Linked DNA regions of Mus musculus: region 1 is linked to region 2. Evidence: chromatin contacts called from public Hi-C data. All regions are on one chromosome and are shown on one strand. The core of a region is the stretch at or near the end of the contact, and the rest is flanking DNA. Distances in the headings are between cores, read along the strand shown. Region 1 overlaps Gm35438 (a long non-coding RNA gene). Region 2 holds the start of Vldlr (very low density lipoprotein receptor).

Region 1 (3,760 bases), core at 704-3,203, 44 kb before region 2:
ACAAAACAGAAGCCAACAGTAGAACATAGTCCTGGTTCAGTCCTGCCCTGATGTTTGGGTGATAAAAGGATTATTTAGACAAATCTGTTACCGAGGAAAATGTTCATAATGTGAGAGAGATAATCAAGCGTTCATGTGTTTAAATGTGTATAATAATATTTTTTAAAAGAAAACTGCAAAATTGTTGTCATTATTAAATACTTTGAATTATAAGACAAAAACTGTGCTAACGAGATAAATGGCTCTTTAAATGTAAAACTAAAGAGGTGTCTTTTCAAAAAGCTTTCTCATTTGATGAAGTATAAGGAGACCACATTCTCGGTTGCATTGGCTTTCTTCCTATCTCTTGTCAGTGGTGTGACTCATAGACACTTTTGCCTTGACTCTTTGGCCAAAATAGGAGGTGAAATACAGTCTGAGCTCTGTGGCACCAAGTGACCCAACAACCCAAGGCCACTCTGTGTGGTGCAGACTAGAGACACATAAGGGGCCTGAGTCCAGGAGGTGGTTAGCATGAAGAGCGAGTGTGAACGAGCCACAGGCATCCTTGGTAAGCATTAAACTTTCATTGTATTGAGGGTCTTAGAAAAAAGAAATGTCAAGCACATGGCAGTAATTTTGAAAAATGTCATGTTGGCCCTTAAGATTGTATGTTCTCCCTGTCATTCTCTCTCCTTCCTGCTCTTTACCATTTTAATGAAGTTTCCTTACAATCTTGGATTTCAAAGGGCTTTTACTTAGTTGTCAGTTGACTTTTACAGAAAGCCTTCTCTAAGCTCTTCCTTACTCAATCCATTGACATGCCGTATTAGATTGCTTAATATTTAGCATTCCTGGACTAGCTTGGGAATTATGATTTGGTCATGGCAGATTATGTACTCTATACATTTGAATTTGATTTGCCAGCATGTTCTTTGGGAATTCTTTTCATTTGCCTTCATAAATGATGATAACCTATAAATTCGTGTAAGCAAGGATATGGATGCAAGCAATATATCAGTGTTAGAAGCAGGACAAGATTATTTCCACTCTAAGTAAAATATAGTAGGTAATCCATATTTATAATAAGAGACTGCATTGTTTATTTCTTAATAACTCATTAAATAAGTAGAGATGTATACCTGAAGAATTTTTATGTCTTTGATCATGGGGTGCATTGGCCTATTTTCTTATAATATTTCATCTAATTTTGTATCAAAATACCGTTTGCATCTTGAAATAATTTGAGAAATATCCTATAGCTTTCAATTTTCTGGAAGATATTAGGTAAGCACCATGCTACTGTTTTCTTAAGTATTTGTTGGGGATGGCTTTGAACCCCAGTCTCATGTGCAGACCCATGGTGTAAAAAACGATGGTGTCTACACAATTTGCTCAAGAAACTGAATCTAGCACTTGTAGGTAGGGAGAGAGCCTAGACACTGAAGAAAACATATTCTAATTGCCAATGTTGCTGAAGATAAAGCTTTTGGCTAACTTCGGAAGGCTTGGGGAGATCTGTTAACATAGGAGGGAACGTGACTCTCTCTGATGGAAACTGAAAGGAATGTTTTCTTCCTGGGAAGGCTATAAGAAGGCTGTCACCATGGACACTGAGGAGTGGCACCTCCTGCTTGGAGCTTCTCGTGAAGCTGAACAAATCTAGCCTGGCTTCACGCGTGCTCTATGAAGTACCAAGAATGAAATCAGGCCAGAACATTTTTAAAGAAGTCGGATTTTTCAAGGACTATCTTGGATTTCCTTTTCTTTGTATGTTTAAACAACCGTAGATGTTGAGAAATCCAAAGGACCTACTCATAACACCACTCTGCAAAGTTGCCAGCTGCCTACAACTCTGAAGATTTGTCCTATGATCAAGTACAATCTGGACTTGGTCTTCTGTTCTAGACATGGTGTTCAGGGAAATTCCTTCCACAGTGTTCATTGTATTGAAGGGAATAATACAGCAATATGTGATTGATTGCTACGGCTGCTCTCACCAAGTTGCCCTGCATTGCATCAGCTGCCAGCATAGGACAGGGCCAAATAAAAAGCTTAGTAAGGCCAATTGTAAGAATAGTGACGTGGGCTTATTTGAAGATCAAAACTACAGCATCCTGTAAATCTGTAATTGCTCTTGAAATTATCTCCTAAGATACAAGTTTTCTAAGAGTATCTTTTATGATTTTCTTCTGCCCTTTGAGTCCAACAAAACCTGTGTGTTAGTAAAGAACACATTCCTTGCTAATGCTAAGAACTGTTGCCAGGAGAAAGCCATAGTCAACATCTCTAGAAGACTTATTGGATTACAGAATAGGGCTCACTGGCACCCGTGTGAAAGTCTTGGCTTTGACAGTGTGGGTGGCGTTATTTTAACCACAGAACACCCTGCACTGTGATTCTTATTGTAAACCAAAGGTCTGTGGCATCAAACTTCAGTACGGTCTCTATTTGGGATGTGAGCCTGCCAAATGTGCACATGGCAAATGTGTTTTATTCAAACAGCTCTGGGGGGAAAGAGAGCTCACATTTGGATAGTGCGCATCTGTTTTCCCATCTGGTTCTCATAACAACTGTGTGCAGTGACTGAGTCAGAGTTTATCATTGGCTTGTTTGAAGGTGGAGAAATGGAGAGTCAGTAAGTGAAAGGAATTTACCAGAATTGTAAGGCAAGTAGGAAGCAGCTAAGATCAAAACTCGCAGCTTTCAGCCCAGACTCTCATGGTAGTACCAGTGTGGTAATTTCTTCACAATGAAAACAGACATTATAGTTAAGGGTTCAGTTTGAAAGATCAAAATAGACCCCAACCCCCCCCAAGCCACAGTGAAAGCCAACATTTCACTGCTGGAGCTAGATTTGTTAATTTCTCTCACCAGCCAGAGGGGTCTGGGTGGGTTTCCTGTAGCAGGGATGTGTCCCCTCCTGTGGAGTGGTCCTCAAATCCAATCAGAAGGCAGTTAGTGACCTTTCCCCCAACCCCGCCTGCAAAGCACTCATACCACCAATTGCACGGTAGGCATATCTTGCTGGTAGGTTAATGCTATTGCACAAAAGCTTCAAAGCTGAGTAAGACTGTGAAGGTTCTCCTCCAGCATTCTGCACAGCACCTTCTGGTTCTATGGACAATGATCGCCACGGAGGATGCTTAACAGCTCAGCTCCACCCTAATTTCTGTGTCCTTTAATGAAAATATGTTGTTTTGTCAATGTAGAATTGGAGGTTTTGTGAAATTTTCAATTGTTACACCTATATACAGGACCCCCCACAGTATGCGTCACAAAAGATACTGATTCTGTGGTTGGCTCTATCCATTTTGGTGCCATCTCAGGACTTATACATTGTATCTTAGGAGTACAGAAACACTAAAAGAAAAAATGGAGGTATTGAGATGGATGAGTCCCAACTCATATATTCATTCTAGCCTGAGGCGTGCACATCCTTAGACTTCATAGGGAGACAGCAGGAGATCCCAAGTCACTGACATTAAATGTGAGAATTTGTGTTTCAGTCATCCCTCAGTATACACCAAGCATACGTCCCAGGATCCCTGTCTGTTGAGGGCTTTTGGTGCAGTTTCTAGGAATTTGGCATTTGTCACTGGGCTTGGACAAGGAAGTAGGCTCAGATAAGAATATTAGAAGCAATGATCATGGGGCTTTTCTTACTATTTTGCTGAATTCCTACCTTATGTGATCTCTTTGCTGACTACTTTACTTAATTATGACCTTGTGTGACCCTTTGCCTTTCTACTTTGCTTAATTACTATCTCGTGTGATCGCC
Region 2 (3,855 bases), core at 947-3,446:
GAGTGCAGCTGGAGAAAGCGCCAGAGGGAAAGGCCCCTCTGAGCCTGGCTGATCTTAAAGGTAACCCAGCTGGGGCAGCTCAATTAACTCCGCGTAGACACGTGACCAAGCTAAACGCAATCCAGCTACCAGCCAATCGCATGGGGCAGAAAAGCCCTGCCCAGCTTCTCACGCTCCGGACAGCGGAACCAAAGGCCCAGGGGCGCTGGGAGACTTAAACACCCCAGCATAGCTCGACAGACAGCTTGACCACACACTTGAAAGTTCGCTCTCACTCCAGGACACACGTGACCGCACGCAGGCGGGCCTTCTAAGCTACCCGGCGACAGGAGATGTGGATTGTGGACTATTTAGAGCTGGGACAGCGTTCTGCCCTAATTACCTAGAGCTGGTTGGCAAGCAAGCACTTTGGTGTCACCTCTTAAGACCTCTAAGACCTCTTCAGTGGCCCGCCAAGGATCAGACGCGGACCTTGTTAGGAAGGCATCTTATCACCTGCTCTGGAAAGTTGTGTGACCCAAGATGGGGTGCTGGAAACACACAGGGCTCCAAAGCCAGTGTGCCGACCCCCTGGGACTCGACAGTAGTCACCCCGCCCTCCCCAAGCTCCAGTCACACGCTCCAGCTCCACACCTTCGGGCCGTATTGTGCAGAATAAAGGCTAATTACAGTCACTACACTGGGACTCAGTTTCTCTGGGGGAAAGTGTTGCCCAGAATGAGGCTCGGCAAAGTAACCTGATTAAGTCTTGATCCCACTCCCCTCCCCCGTTCAGTTATCTCAGAGACCCCAGAGGTTTTTAAAAGCCGCAGTAGCTGCGGAATCCCCGGGGATGGGAGAAAGAAAAGCACTCGGAGGACAGTCCAGTTGAAAGCCACTCTTGGAGCCCGAGAGACGGCCCGGCGCCTGGGGAGTCTCAGTCCCGGGCGCAGGCTGCGTACTTGTCATGGCTCGGCCTCCAGGCTGCCGCCCACCGAACGTGCGCTTGCTCACGGCAGCGCGAGGACTCCCGGCTCGGCCGGCACCTGGCGCCCGGTGTCCTCGGAGACGCCCACCTTCACCCACTGTGCGCTCTCAACCCTGCTTAAGTCTGAGGGGCGCACTCGGGCTTCCAGGCCCCGTGCTCTGCCACGGTCCTAACAGCCCGCCTGGCAGAGGAGGCAGAACCATTGTTCAGTGGCTCCAAAGCCCACATCCCCTAGCCCTTGTCAATGGGGGGTGAAAACCATGTAAAACAGAGGTTCTGGGAAGAAGGGGGACACAGAAGAATGACAACAAGTTCAAGGGACGCTTTAGGACACCCTAAACCCCACCGTCCCCCGGGCCTGGCTCCCAGTAACCTCGGCTCTGACAGCTCAGAGGCGCCACCCGGGTGGGGAGGGGAGGCAGGAGAGGAGCGTGGAGAGGCGCCTGCTAGGAGGGGATGGGCAAGAGGAGCCCCGGGGTCCCCCAGAACGCGGCGATCGCGGACGCCTCGGCTTGTTTCGGGCCGAGTGCGGAGGGGCGCGTCCCCACTCACCGCTTGCAGTGGCGCCGCTGTCCCGGGGCGCCCAGCACAGCGCGAGCAGCAGCCACAGCGCCCAGCGCGCGGACGTGCCCATGCTGCCCGCCCGGATGGTGCCTCCGTCGCGCCGTCGTTGTCGCCGTTCGCTCCGCACAACAAGTTACCAGCCCTTCGGAGAGGAAGAAGGAGGTGGGGGCGGGGAGGGAGGAGACGAGGAGGAGGGGGAAGGAGTGAAGAGCCGGGAGCACGGAGAGCACGCAAGGAGCGGGCACCCTTTCCCTGCAACTTGCACACTCTACTCCCCGCCAGCCACCCACCCAACCACCCACCCGGTCACCTCCCCCGCCGCGGCCGCGGTGTGCGCGCGGACCCTGCGGGCGGAAAATAATGCAGGCGTTGCAGAGAAGGGGAGGGAGAGGGGAGGGAACGGCGCGGGAGGAGGGGGCGGGGAGCCCGTTCGCCACCGAGGACAGCTCAAGTGAGCGGTTTGGGGGCAACCACCCGGGCGGCCGCAGGAGCGCGGCCGAGCGGCGCGGGGACCCCAGCGGGGGAGCTCAGCCCAGCAGCTCAGGCACGCACCGCTCTCCCGCGCGCAGTGAGGAGGGTGCGGGGGCAAGTGGCAGCGTGCGTGCGTGAGTGGCTGGGGCTGGGGCTGTCGCCGCCGCCATCCGGATGGCTCCAGGGGCTCGACTGCTCCGCGCGTTGGCCCGGGGCTCACGGGGGACCCGGGGCGGCCGCTGGTTGGCTCGCGCACCGTCCTCACCTCCAATCCCGGGTGCCTGTCCTAATTTCCTGATCCAGGGAACCTGCGGCCGCAGCAGCTGTGCGCTCCCTAGCTCCCTACAGTTGCTACTGTACCCTCCTGGCGCCTTGGCTAGGAGCGCTGATGCAACTATTGCTGCTCTTGCCACCGCCTCCAGGCTTGATGGGGCTGGCAGTTGAGGGGTCTGGGGGGCAGCAAGGAACCCTTTTCCTCCCTCTCCTGAGCCCCTAGGAAGGGCTGATGTAGTGAGGTCGGTAGGTAGCATCTTCCGGGGGACTCTTCTTTCCAACCTGAAAGTGATGAAGAGGAGGGGTGCGAAAGCTCCGCTGTTCTGCTGTGGGGTTCGGAGTCCCATCTCAATGGCAAGCTGAGATGCCATTTTGTTAAAAATTAAATGTGGCTTTAAGTAAGAGTGTGTGAAAGAGAAAGAGAGAAAGAACAAGAGCGCTCCCGCGGTTGTGGCTTGTCCTCTGTAATAGAACAAGACTAAAATAACCGAGTCTGGGATGGGGAGGAGGGAAATTGCCAGCGCAGCTCTGCATTCTCTCATCAACGATTAGAGTTAATTGCTAATTGCACAAAATGATAGTTTGAGGGCCTGTAATTAAAAGCTTAACCTTTTTCTGGTTGGAGGAAGGGGACCCCGGTAGATTTATTCTTGGTATAGTTTGTAACGTTCAATTATAAGCATTGTGGAGGGAAAGAAGTCAACCCTCCCAGAGAGGATAGATTGGAGGGAGGTGGGTGCCAGACAGGACCTAAGTTTATGGTTTGTTCTTAGTGTACTTCAGTTTTCTTGAACACATCGCCTTGGTTGAGATGCTTTCTGTGGTATACCACAGATTTTTCCAAATTATTTCACCTGTTAATATGTGTGTATGTGCTTCTGTTTTATAAGTTGCTGTACCTCGAATGAATCAAAGTTGACAGATTTCAGATTCCATGTCCTAGCTTCCTTCTGGCATTGTAATGTCACCTTGGTTCTCTTGAGCAGTTCTCTGGGGACAGTCTACTAGGAGAGATGTTCTCATGTACCCAGGAGACCCTGGGGGTAATTCTCAGCCAGGGTACATTTTGATCGGTGTAATTTAGCCTCATTGTGATGGATAATCTCACATGCAGATGGGGTCTTTCAAAGCTGCTCACTGTGGATGCTGTTGTGTATAATCAGAGGGTAGGAGATGGGCGGAAACTGCATGGTGAACACGTGATCACAGCCAGTACCAGTCCACAGACCAAGTTTGAGGGGGATGGTCTAACTTTCGTATCCCTGGGGCTTGAAAAGCTCATAGTCACTTTACACCTGATGAAATGGGTGGGGGACATAGGTGAAGTCAATAAATAGTCAATATGAACAGGCTCCATAGTTAACTGAGACGTCACAAGCTTGTTTTCAATGTTTTACTTGAGAGAGAAAGGTACACGACAAGGGAAACATTGATACGGCACATAAGACTTAACTTTGACAAACATGTATTATGCTTTCTAGCATAAATAAACTGTTGGTAAGCCAAGTTATGGCTCTACACTCAACCTGGTGGCTTTTTTGGTCTATCATTCGACTGCCTCTGCCTCTGTGTAACTTCAA

Evidence for each region. A called contact is a pair of places that touch in the nucleus more often than the background predicts.
Region 1: a Hi-C map of embryonic fibroblasts shows a contact between it and region 2, with 1.9 times the contacts expected there. A contact is called at or near these places in 4 of 484 Hi-C or Micro-C datasets (embryonic fibroblasts, nephron progenitors and rod photoreceptor), 3 of 130 datasets of targeted methods (embryonic fibroblasts, embryonic stem cells and heart atrium) and 1 of 9 other capture datasets (liver).

The regions. Positions count from the first base shown.
Region 1 is chr19:27,259,019-27,262,778 of GRCm38.p6, reverse strand. Gm35438 (a long non-coding RNA gene) reads left to right here. Exons shown (of 8, transcript XR_003952921.1): 3 at 401-550. Among named protein-coding and RNA genes, the nearest start is that of Vldlr, 44 kb to the right of the region's middle.
Region 2 is chr19:27,215,361-27,219,215 of GRCm38.p6, reverse strand. Vldlr (very low density lipoprotein receptor) reads right to left here and starts at 2,196. Exons shown (of 18, transcript NM_001161420.1): 1 at 1,520-2,196. The coding sequence starts at 1,601. The region is part of intron 3 of Gm35438 (a long non-coding RNA gene); the gene reads left to right.